Linked DNA regions of Sus scrofa: region 2 is linked to region 1. A link is a contact called in public promoter capture Hi-C data. All regions are on one chromosome and are shown on one strand. Each heading gives the region's core, a stretch centred on a gene start, on an enhancer-like site or on the middle of the called end of the contact. The rest is flanking DNA. Distances are from core to core; before and after follow the strand shown.

Region 1 (5,674 bases), core at 1,710-4,209:
GTTTTTGAAAATACTCAACATCACTAATTATTAGAGAAATGCAAATCAAAATTGCAATAAGGTACCACCTCACACCAGTCAGAATGGCTATCATTAATACATCTACAAATAAAAAATGCTGGAGAGGGTGTGGAGAAAAGGGAACCCTCCTACACTGTTGATGGGAATGTACATTAGTACAACCACTATGGAAAACAGTATGGAGGTTCCTCAGAAAACTAATACAGAACTACCATATAATCCAGCAATTCCACTCCTGGGCATCTATCAGGAGATACACAAAACCACAATTCAAAAAGATATTTGCACCTGCACGTTCATAGCAGCACTATTCACAAAAGCCAAGACCTGGAAACAACCTAAGTGTCCATCGACAGATGAATGGATTAGGATGTATGTATACACAATGGAATACTACTCAGCCATAAAAAGGAACAAAATAATGCCACTGCAGTAACATGGATGCAACAAGAAATTCTCATACTAAGTAAGTCAGAAAGAGACAAATACCATATGATACCACTTATATGTGGAATCCAAAATATGGCACAAATGAACCTATCTACAAAACAGAAACAGACTCACAGACATGGAGAACAGACCTGTGGTTGCCAAGAGAAGGGGGAGGTAGTGGGATGATGAACTGGGAATTTGGGTTAGTAGATGCAAACTATTACATTTAGAATGGATAAGCAATGAGGTCCTATTGTATAGTACAGGGAACTATATCCAACCTTTGGTGACAGAGCATGATAGAAGATAACATGCGAAAAAGAATGTATATATATGTATGTCTGGGTCACTGCCATACAAAGAAATTGGCCCACTGGGTTAGTAGATGCAAACTACTACATTTAGAATGGATAAGCAATGAGGTCCTATTGTATAGCACAGGGAACTATATCCAACCTTTGGTGACAGAGCATGATAGAAGATAACATGCGAAAAAGAATGTATATATATGTATGTCTGGGTCACTGCCATACAAAGAAATTGGCCCAGCACTGCACATCAACTAAACTTTGATTTTTAAAAAAGAACTTTTTGGTTTGGTGAGGGGTTTTTGTTTGTTTTTGGCTGCACCTGCGGCATGTGGAAATTCCCAGGCCAGGAATCAAACCCCAGCCACAGCAGTGACTACACTGAGTCCTTAATAGGTAGGCCAGCAGGGAAGTCCAGTTTTTTGTTTTTAATGAAGTAATAATGACCATTAATTGGGTACTTTAGAGTCATTGATTCCTTCTTGGTTGTCTATCCTGTATTTATACCTTACTTCCTCCTTGCTAACAGAAATCAGTTTGAGGTTGCAAAGAGTCCATTTAAACAGTCTCTTTTCTAGTCTGAACTATAGTTGTGAAGGCCATGTGACACTGCTCTGTCCAACAAGATACGAGGGAACTGTACTATCACTCAGTCTTACTGAGTTTGCACAGGGTTACACAGACTCATACCTGGTACATGAATATTCCATTTAACAGACAAGAAAATTCTGCAAAAAAAAGAGTAACTTTGGGGGCTTATCTTACGAGCTGGAAAAACACACCACAAAGCCAAAGTAATTAGAAAGGCGTAAGGGAGTGCAGGAATTGATAAACAGACTATGAGGGAAACAAATTAGGAGTGGTCAGGAACAATTTGGGGGGACGTATAGCAAAAATAATTCATAGATCTTCCATAGTAGAATTCCTCCAGACCTTCTTGCTATTATAGTCCTTGGCACATTTTCTCCACTCCCAGAGCCCCTCTCACCTTCAGAGATTCAATGGTGGCCTGCTTGTAAATCTTTCCTCCAGGATCTTTCTTCTGAGGACTACTCTGGATTCTGGGCGTTCGAATGACAAATTTATCCATTGCTAGGAACTCCAACTACCTTCACGTGCTTGCACCGTGTACTGCTCAAGAAAGAGGGCAGATTCTAAAACCTCATCAAAACTTCTGTGATGTGAGTTCCCTAAAGTGACCCAATTGGGTTCTATAACTCTGAAAGCATTCCTGAATTAAGAGGACCCTTGACTGGAATTTACAGGAAGATTTCCTCTTTTAAGAAGATGTAAAAGAAACATCTTCCTAAAAACTGAATCCGTATACAACGACCGGTCTTACTTCCTGAATTAGGAGATGTCCAGCTTTCAGAAGTGCACGCTGCACGGGGCCTTCCAACAATGGACCAGGGTTGGAGCCTGGTGACTTGAAAAGCCTATTCCATCTTAGGTTGGGTTGTGGCAGGTTAGAGTTCCCCTGGGTTCAATGAAGCTCTCTTAATAACCACCCCACCAAAGTCACAATCCAAAGAGTTTCCCTAGTAACCAGCCGGTCCTCACAAAAACCAGTCATCTCCAGGACCTGCTGGGTGGTCAAAGGACCCTAAACAAGACTGTCGTGCTCGGGACCCTAGAGGAAAGGGAAACACCATCTTCCTCTGCTCTCAGCACGCAGGAGCCCAGAGGGGAAGCTTAACAACGATGTCCTGTGAGACCCACCAGGAAAAGCAGCCCTGCAAGCAGCCGGACCCCTCCAGAACCCACCCTCTGAGGGCCCAAACCTGGACTGTGGGGGTGAGAGCTAAGCCGACGCTTCCTCCCACCGCCGTGGTTTTTTGTTTTGTTTTGTTTTGTTTTTTCCTTTTTTTCGGAAAAGCCTGCACCCGCCAGCGGAGCTCCAAGGCGGAACGCGGGAGGGAGCGGCTAAACCAAATCACACTCCCCAGAGTGCACCGCGAAGGGGCGAGTTCGGGCGTTTCTAAGACGGCTGTAGTTCTCCTAGACCAACTTTCTCGACCCACCGTGCGTCTCCCGCTTGCGAAGAACTACATGCCCCAGCGTGCCCCGCGGAGGGAAGGAGCGCTTCGCTCTAGCACTCGCGAGAGTTGGGTGCACCGCCTCTGGCCAACCTAGAAGTTTATAGACCTAGAGGTGCGGCGGAAGGCAGCAGATTCGGGCGGGTCTGGGCGGGGCTGAGTAGACCGCGGAGGCGGAAGCAGCAGCCCGTTGGGCGGGGAAGGGGCTGGTCCTGGAAGGAGGAGGAAACCTTGAAAAGAAAACAGCAACAAGCTGAGCTGCTGTGACAGAGGCAAACAAAATGGCGGCGCCGAAAGGGAGCCTCTGGGTCCGGGCCCAACTGGGGCTCCTGCCGCTGCTGTTGCTGACCATGGCCCTGGCCGGAGGCCCAGGGACTGCTTCCGCTGAAGCGTTTGACTCGGTCTTGGGTGATACGGCATCTTGTCACCGGGCCTGTCAGTTGACCTACCCCTTGCACACCTACCCCAAGGTAGGGCCCGTCCGAACCGGGCTAACAACCCTCCCTGGCCGCTCATCTGTCCGCTGTCGGTTCTGAGAGTTTGGCTCTTCAGTCCATCCTTCAGCCGCTGTCTCTCATCCGTGTGGTTCTTGTTTTCTTCCCTAATCCTACCCGCAATCCGATCCTGCTGTGATTACCGGAAGTTTGTGCCGCACCTACCTTATAATAGGCTCGGGGACACAAAAATAAGCAAGACAGGACCCCTTTCTTCTGGGGGCTTGCGGGGCGGCAGGGGAGACGTACGCTCGGAGGGAGAGGAGGATCTGGAGGATTAATGCGAGCTCCTCACCTTCCAGGGGAGTCGGGGATGGTGGGGGGGAGGGGAGCGGTGGGAAGGAGAGGGCTAGGAGCAGCCACAGCAGTCCACCAAAGGTTTGTTCTCAATGCCTGTTCCCTGAGCGCGTCTTAGGGCTGGGAGCGTGCTCTCTGTTCCCGGAGTCAAACAAGTAGGCATTTCCACCATAGAATGAAATGTATTAAGAAAGAGTTGGGAGACTGCACTGGAAGGGCCTTCCGTCTGTGTTGAATAACTGTGCAAGACGCCTCCCCCCCCCGGGGGGGCTGGGGTGGTTTAGAGAAAAAGCAGTTAGGTTTCTGCTTTCAGAGAACTTAACGTGCAGTGCAGCAGAAGGCAGAGGGAATTCGTGGAGTGGGAACGAAATGAGAGTGCCCCTCGCAGGGGATCTCAGCTTATAGAGAGAATGACCCTATCTCCTCCTCTCCCTCACCCTTTGCCCACGGGTTCTGTCCTTAATTCAATTCCCCTTTTCAAGTTGTTTTTGCAGCTTCTTAAAAAACTGTTGGCTCAACATTCTAAATTGCCTTAGTGACTTCCTCCACCCTTCCGAATATATAATTTGGCTTCATGCCCCTCCCCCCACGGCCTTTCTTCGTAAGAGCTTTTGCTGGTCTTTTTGCCCTTGTTCTTCCTTCAGCTTCCCTATGTTGTATGCTAGCCCTCTTTGCTCTCTCAAACTACAAAGCGACTACGGGGGACAGGTTTAAAATGTTTGCATGCACTTTCAGGCTTTTGAAATGAAAAGTGTAAATGCTCTCACTACCCATATGTCTGTTTACTGCTTTTTTACATTGCTAGGATTACCAGTTTTCAAGAAAAATTGTGGGAGAGGGGATTATCAAATTTTCCATCAGAGGCAAATATAGCAGTCAAGAGAGAAATGAGCAATTTTGACTTCCAGGCTTAATTCAGTGTGTACTGCTCCGGAAAACATCATTTTCTTCTCTTCTTTAAACCTCTCATAATTAAGAGGATTGTATGAGGTGTATCTTTCTAGCTATTGGATGTTTGGGTTGATTTTTTTTTTTCCTTTTTTGAGATATTCCTAGCAGATTTGTGGTAATTTGAATACACGTGCTAGGAAAATAATTAACAGTTCATTTCTGGAACTGTTAAGTACTTTTATAGCATCCAGTACTTTGTAAAAATTGATGTGATATCAATAAGTTGTTTTTTTACTTATTCAGGAAAGCTGTTCTCCCCAGAAACTCTAAATCATCTGACTCCCTGTATGTCCTGGACTTAAAATGTATTAACTGTCTGTTCTCTGTTAGCCAGGAATGATGGGAGATTTACTTTCATTATCCCTAATTCTCATCCTGTGAAGTTGAGTTTTACAGTTGAGGAAATCAAGGCTCTGAAAGGTTAAGTGAATTGCCCAAGGTCACAGAGCCTAAAAGTACTGGAGTAGTAGGAATTTAGGCCTAAAGCTGGCTACAATGTGCTGCCTTCTATTAATAAAGTTGTAGTGTTAAAAATATTTAATTTATTTATTTTACTGATTTCTGTTGGTTCTCCTTCAAATTATTGTGGTTTGCACTTGAAGAAAACAGCGGTATTGTAAGAAATTAGATGAAATTACAAGCCCACATAGCCTCTCTTGGTCTGCTATTTGTAACTGGCAAATAGAAATCTCATTTTAACCACTTTTTCAGAATTAATTATTTGTTGCGAGAAAACAGGATACTGTATTACCTTTTTATAAGTAGATATATGAAAATTAAAATATTTAACCCTTTAACTTTCTTCAAAAGTGCAATTGCGCAGTTTGTCTGGGTCCAAATACGGAAGACCTAAGTCATGTTATTAACAAAGATAGTTAGAGCCACTCTGGTCATTTTTTAACAGAGTGTGGGCTTGGAACCATACAAACCTGGCTTCCATTCCTAGCACAGCTTTTACTATCTGTGTGTCCTTGCTAGTCACTTAATGGCTCATGACTTCATTTTGCCAACTGTAAAACAAAACAAAACAAAACAAAAGCCCTCACACTTTGAAGAGCAAGTGTGAGGATTAAAGATAATATACATGGCACTCTTAGCACAGTACCTAACACATGGCAACAAATGGTTATTTCCT
Region 2 (5,301 bases), core at 1,874-4,373, 200 kb after region 1:
GGGCAGATGGAAGAGTGGACATTGTTATCCCTGTTTTTTACAGTTGAGGAAACTTGCGCACTAAGAGGTTGAGGAGTGAGGATTCAATTCTACATCTGTCTGATTCTAAAGCCTTTAACCCACTGCTTGCCAGGAACTCATCCTGCCTTTGATTTTGCCTTGAAGTCGAGATGAGACACCAAGGAGCCTCACTTTCCCATAGATTTCATTTTACGGTCTCTGTGTCCTTGGCAGAAGGTAAATCAGATTTTGCAAACAACCCCAGCCAGTGTAAAAGGAAGAAAAAGCCATTCCTGAAGCCTGGTTACATACTCTGTTTGTCCTGCGTGGATTTTCCCTCAAGGATCTCTCTCTCTCTCCTCATTGCGGTTCCTTTGTAATCTGATGCACCAAACAGCCATGTAGAGGTGCAGCTTGGCTCCTGAGAGGGGGCATCAAAGGAAGGAGGAGGGGCCTGAGCCTCATTTTCAATTTGCTGAAACTTTCACATTCTTCCCCAGGTCTTGAGTTCGGTTAAAAAAAAAAAAAAAAAGACTTGTGTTTATCCTGGGGACTATGTGTTTTTCATGCCCCCTTAGGAAATATTATCCATGTGTTTTGAATTTATTTTTTGCTTGACTAATCAAAATACTGTTGCACAAGAGACTTTGGATGTCCAAAGAGCTGTCTTTTAAAATAAATGTCTTTTATTTTGCCTTTGGAAACAGCTAACCACATTTTATCAAGAGTCAGCAGCCTTCTCTCTTCAAAGGATTGAGTTTGACACTAAAGAGTTTACGGATGGAGAGAAAGAAGAGTTATTGGCCACCACCATCTCCTAACATTTATCCGGCTGTGAGATGCTCAGGAGTATACAATGTGAAGTTTTCAAAATGAAAACTTTAAGAAAACCGTGGCTCATTTAAAAATATTAGGACAATTTGAGAACAAAAATAATTCCCATATCCCTGTACCTTGTTGGGAGAGAGGGGTGTTTAAAAATGAGAGTCCAGATTCTTCAGATGCTCCCATTATTCATATGTTAGATCTTCTTTGCCTATCTACTCTACTTATTGCTTTTAAAAAATCCTTTTTGTTTCTTTATTTTTGATTGAAAAAATGTCTGTCCTTTGTTATGATGTTAAACTTGTGTTTCTTTGCTGTTGAGTTCCTTCTACTCAGCCTTCATTTCTATAGTAGTTTTTCCTTTATTTCTATTTCTACCTGGTGTGGTATATTCTAATCCTGAGTTTTTCTAGTACTAATTAATATCATTCTTTCATATTTTGTATCATTTTCTTAATTAATTTTATTCCATTTTGGGGGATTAGATTACAGTTTCATCTGTTTAGTGTATGTGTCTTTTTGGCCTGCTTTCATTGACTATAGGGATACTTTTTAATCTTCTTTTTACATAAGTTAAGAAGGATAAAGTGACTTTCCCAGGATCTAAAAACAACTAAGTAGCAGAGCAGGTATTCGCACCCATGTTTATCTAACTTCAAAGCCTGTAATCTTTTAACTAATGTTATTTACTATTGAAAGTCTACTGTGCGGCAGACAATTTACAAACAAAATCTCATTTAATACAGCATCTTGCAACATCTTCTTATTATTGATGAAGAAACCAAGGCTTGGAGAGCAGCTGCAGGTGGTTGTGGGCAGTTGTGGTTGTTTCAACAGTTATAGGGTACTAGCTCCTTAGTTCCTGCGCAACAGCCCTGGTGTGGTTTTAAAAGCAGCAGCCACTATCCTCGGCAACTCAGCAAAGCCTATGGGCTGATGAGCTCTAAGGCTGAGGTGGTAGCATCTTTCTGATGTTTGGGTAATAATTTATTCTGTTTGCTACTCTTCCTGTTCTACTTCCTTTTGTTCTTCCTCTGTGCTCTTATAGCCCTTCCAGTACTTTTGTTATCAATACTGTGAATGAAATCTCTTTGATTTAAATAACAAAATCTGTTGTCCTGAATCAGACACTATCTAATGCAGTTACTTGCTTCCATTCCCTCATTCATTCTTTTATTCATTTAACAAAACATTTATTGATTACCTACTAAGTTATGGGTATTTTGGAAACAGTGATTAACAAGATAGACAAAGTCTCTGCCCTCATGAAGCTGGTATCCATTGGAGCTGGAGCTGCAACCTACGCCACAGCTGCAGCAATGCCAGATGCTTAACCCATTGCACCGGACTGGGGATTAAACCAGCGCCTCCACAGAGCCAAGCTGGATCATTAACCCACTGCTCCACAGCAGGAACTCCTGATTTAACCTTTGTATTCCCAGTTTATCCTGCAGTACTTCAGACTTGATTGATATTGACTTGTTTTTGGAAATGAATATGTTATAACCTTAAAGCAACCCAGGAAACCATTTTTAGCAGACATTGCAGAGCTGTACATGTGATCTCAAGTTCTCCGACTAGACTCAATTTCTTCAAAGTCAGTAAAACACTGAATCTGTCTTGCTAGAGTACTGAATGTTAACTGTGGTATGTAACAACCAGTTGTTAGAAGGTGTTAGTGGTAGGTCTCTGAGGACTCTCACTGAGGCCTGATGAAATCAGAGGATTCATTAACTGGGACTTAGCTTGGTGAAAAACCCTTTTCCTCACTGGCAGGAAATGAATGACAATCAATATTTGTATAGCATTTTATTACATCTTCACATCATCAGATGCCACTTTTACCCTTATAGATGAAGAAAGGAGGCTCAAGGTGGGTCAAGATACTCCAACTGGCAAGTGGCAGAGCTAGAACTAGAAACCAGATCTTTTCCCGAAAGGGAGATTTTCATTTCAGTAAAACTGAGTGTCTTTGTGGAGGTGGCCACGAGATCCTTTGATTTCACTTTCAGGTGGTCGATAAAGTAAGACAGGTAGAAATGAAGGCAAATCCTTTTGCCAGGTCTTTCTAATTGCAGAATTCTAATCAATCAACACTGTGCCTAGGTGCGTCTTTATGTAAGACTACGATTCCCAGCAGGCCACAAGGTACCTACTGGAAGACTTCGACTCCCAGCATGCCCTACTTTGGAACTCTGAGTCCCAGAATGCAACGCTCCTCCCTGCTGGGGGGAGGGGGAAGAGAGAGGCGTCGAGACTACAGTTCCCAGCATGCAGCGCCGCCCCCAATTTCTAGCGCCTCGCTGGTCCCTGCCTCGGAGAGACCTTTTGGGTTTCCGAGGACAGACCAGGGAGTCCCAGCTCCCTTTGGGGGATTTGCCTCCGGGGCATTTCTGGCCCACTGAGCCTGTAAAGACGAACCTTCGAAAGGATGGGTTGGGGCCTGAGGCGGGCTTTTCTCAGGCAGTGTTTGAGGCAGCCCCAATGGGGTCCTCTGGGGGCCTTCAGGCCTTTGAACTGCGGTGGCGGGCGGGCTCACTGTATTCTGTACTCCTCAGGGTAGGGGCCGCCATCACCATGGCCACGGCTGCGAGTCGGCCCTGCGCCGGCGGGTCGCGGGACATCCTTTGGCGCGTGAGTGCTGCGCGCACGGTGGCAGTCGCTCTGCTGCTGCGGGGCTCGGGCTGGGTTGGGCAGGCGAGCGCTAGTAGCCCGTGCGCGCTGGGCGAGGGAGGGGCCGCCTAGAGTATCAGCGTGGGCATCGCGTGGGGAAGGGGAGAGCTGAGCGACTGATTTCTGGCTTGTCCGGAGGTGTGTTGGGTGGAAGCTGGTTACAGGGGGAGGGGCGTGCTAGGGAAAGCTGATTACAGAGTGTGCGTGCGGGACGTCTTCAGAGCAGACTTGTTATGCCTTGTAAAGTGGGAAGTATGGGAATTGGCGCAGGGAATGGGGAAGAGTTGTATGCAAGGGTGGTGTACTTAACTAGGTGCAAATCAGTAACTTGTTGATTACTTGGGTTAAGAAGCAGGGAAAGAATGCCCATAATCGGAAAGTCTGTGGCATGCATTTACAGAGGCTGGACTTGGGGATTAGGTAGTTAAGGAAGACGGGTATTTTATCAAGTTAGGGGAATGCGTGCACTGTGGGCCTGAGATGAGGAGGTACTTCTGGTTGAAATTCAGTCGACAGTTCTGCATCCGTTCTGGGGAGGGCAAAGAGTGATATGATAGGCACTGGTGATTAAGATGTGAAAACAATGCAGTAGGTGTCCAATAAGGAGAGCATATCTAATCATTGTAAACAAAATTATAATATATAGGTGGTTCCCATGAAATGTATACACTTTCAGATATTTATTTATTTATATATCAATTAAACCTAGAGAGACAAGTATAAGTTGCTGTAAAATACACTTGTAAAACTAAATAAGATCTCCCTTACCCCCCAAGTGTGATATTTAGTGTGACACCTGACTCTGACTAATGAATGCACCAACTCACTGATATTACAAGATTTTGCAGTGGTACGTAATGTTATTCATAGTAGTAACCAGTGGGGCTTATATATAGCTGCAGGGACTGTCACCTGGGTATAAATACTAGTGGTTAGCATCTTGTATGAAAACATAGGATTTGCATAGCTGAAGTAGTTTAAGTGACTTCATGATTGAGGGGCTTTTTTGTTTAACTATAGGTTTTGGGCTGGAGGATAGTTACAAGTATTGTCTGGTCAGTGCTGCTTCTGCCCATCTGTACCACAGTATATGTACTCGTCAGCAGCATTGATTTATTTCATCCTATACAGTGGCTGTCTGGTAAGTGATATTCAGTTTGGGGAAAACAATTTTATTGGACCCACTTCTCAACATAAAAATCGCATTATGTTTTATTGTTTGTTTGTTTTTTGTCTCTTTGCCTTTTCTAGGGCTGCTCCCGCAGCATATGGAGGTTCCCAGGCTAGGGGTCTAATCGGAGCTGTAGCTGCCAGCCTATACCAGAGCCACAGCAACGCTGGATCTGAGCAGCGTCTGCGACCTACACCACAACTCACGGCAATGCCGGATCCTTAACCCACTGAGCAAGGCCAGGGATCGAACCCGTAACCTCATGGTTCCTAATTGGATTCATTAACCACTGAGCCACGATGGGAACTCTGAAAAAAATTGCATTATGTTTTAAATAATTTATTTTAATTACTGTATTGACAATGGCAAATCATTCATTTTGAGGTAATCTTGAGGCATTCCTTTCCTAATATATACCTTTTCACTATACAGTAAGGTTAGTAAACCCATCAGAGACTGTATTATCACACAACCAGAAAGCTCATTTCAAGATCACGTAAATGCAAATTTAATTTTGTTTGTCTTTTCTGTTTGGCAGCTTTATTGAGATTGTATTTTAAGGAAAAGAAATGTTCCTTTTAGCTATTAAAAAATCATAGATAGAAAATATGACATAGCTTTTAAAAAAACCT

What was found. Promoter capture Hi-C pulls out the DNA fragments that hold promoters and counts their contacts.
Region 2: a contact with region 1 is called in a promoter capture Hi-C map of liver, with 4 times the contacts expected there. The contact joins the promoter of NDC1 here to the promoter of TMEM59 in region 1. A contact is called at or near these places in 1 of 5 promoter capture datasets (liver) and 1 of 47 Hi-C or Micro-C datasets (heart right ventricle).

Annotation. Positions count from the first base shown.
Region 1 is chr6:158,259,034-158,264,707 of Sscrofa11.1, forward strand. TMEM59 (transmembrane protein 59) reads left to right here and starts at 2,960. Exons shown (of 8, transcript NM_001044558.1): 1 at 2,960-3,267. The coding sequence starts at 3,079. It overlaps TCEANC2 (transcription elongation factor A N-terminal and central domain-containing protein 2), which reads right to left and starts at 2,799. Exons shown (of 5, transcript XM_005665408.3): 1 at 2,543-2,799; 2 at 1,750-1,892. The coding sequence starts at 1,851.
Region 2 is chr6:158,455,474-158,460,774 of Sscrofa11.1, forward strand. It overlaps NDC1 (nucleoporin NDC1), which reads left to right and starts at 3,124. Exons shown (of 18, transcript XM_003356460.4): 1 at 3,124-3,459; 2 at 4,519-4,639. The coding sequence starts at 3,310.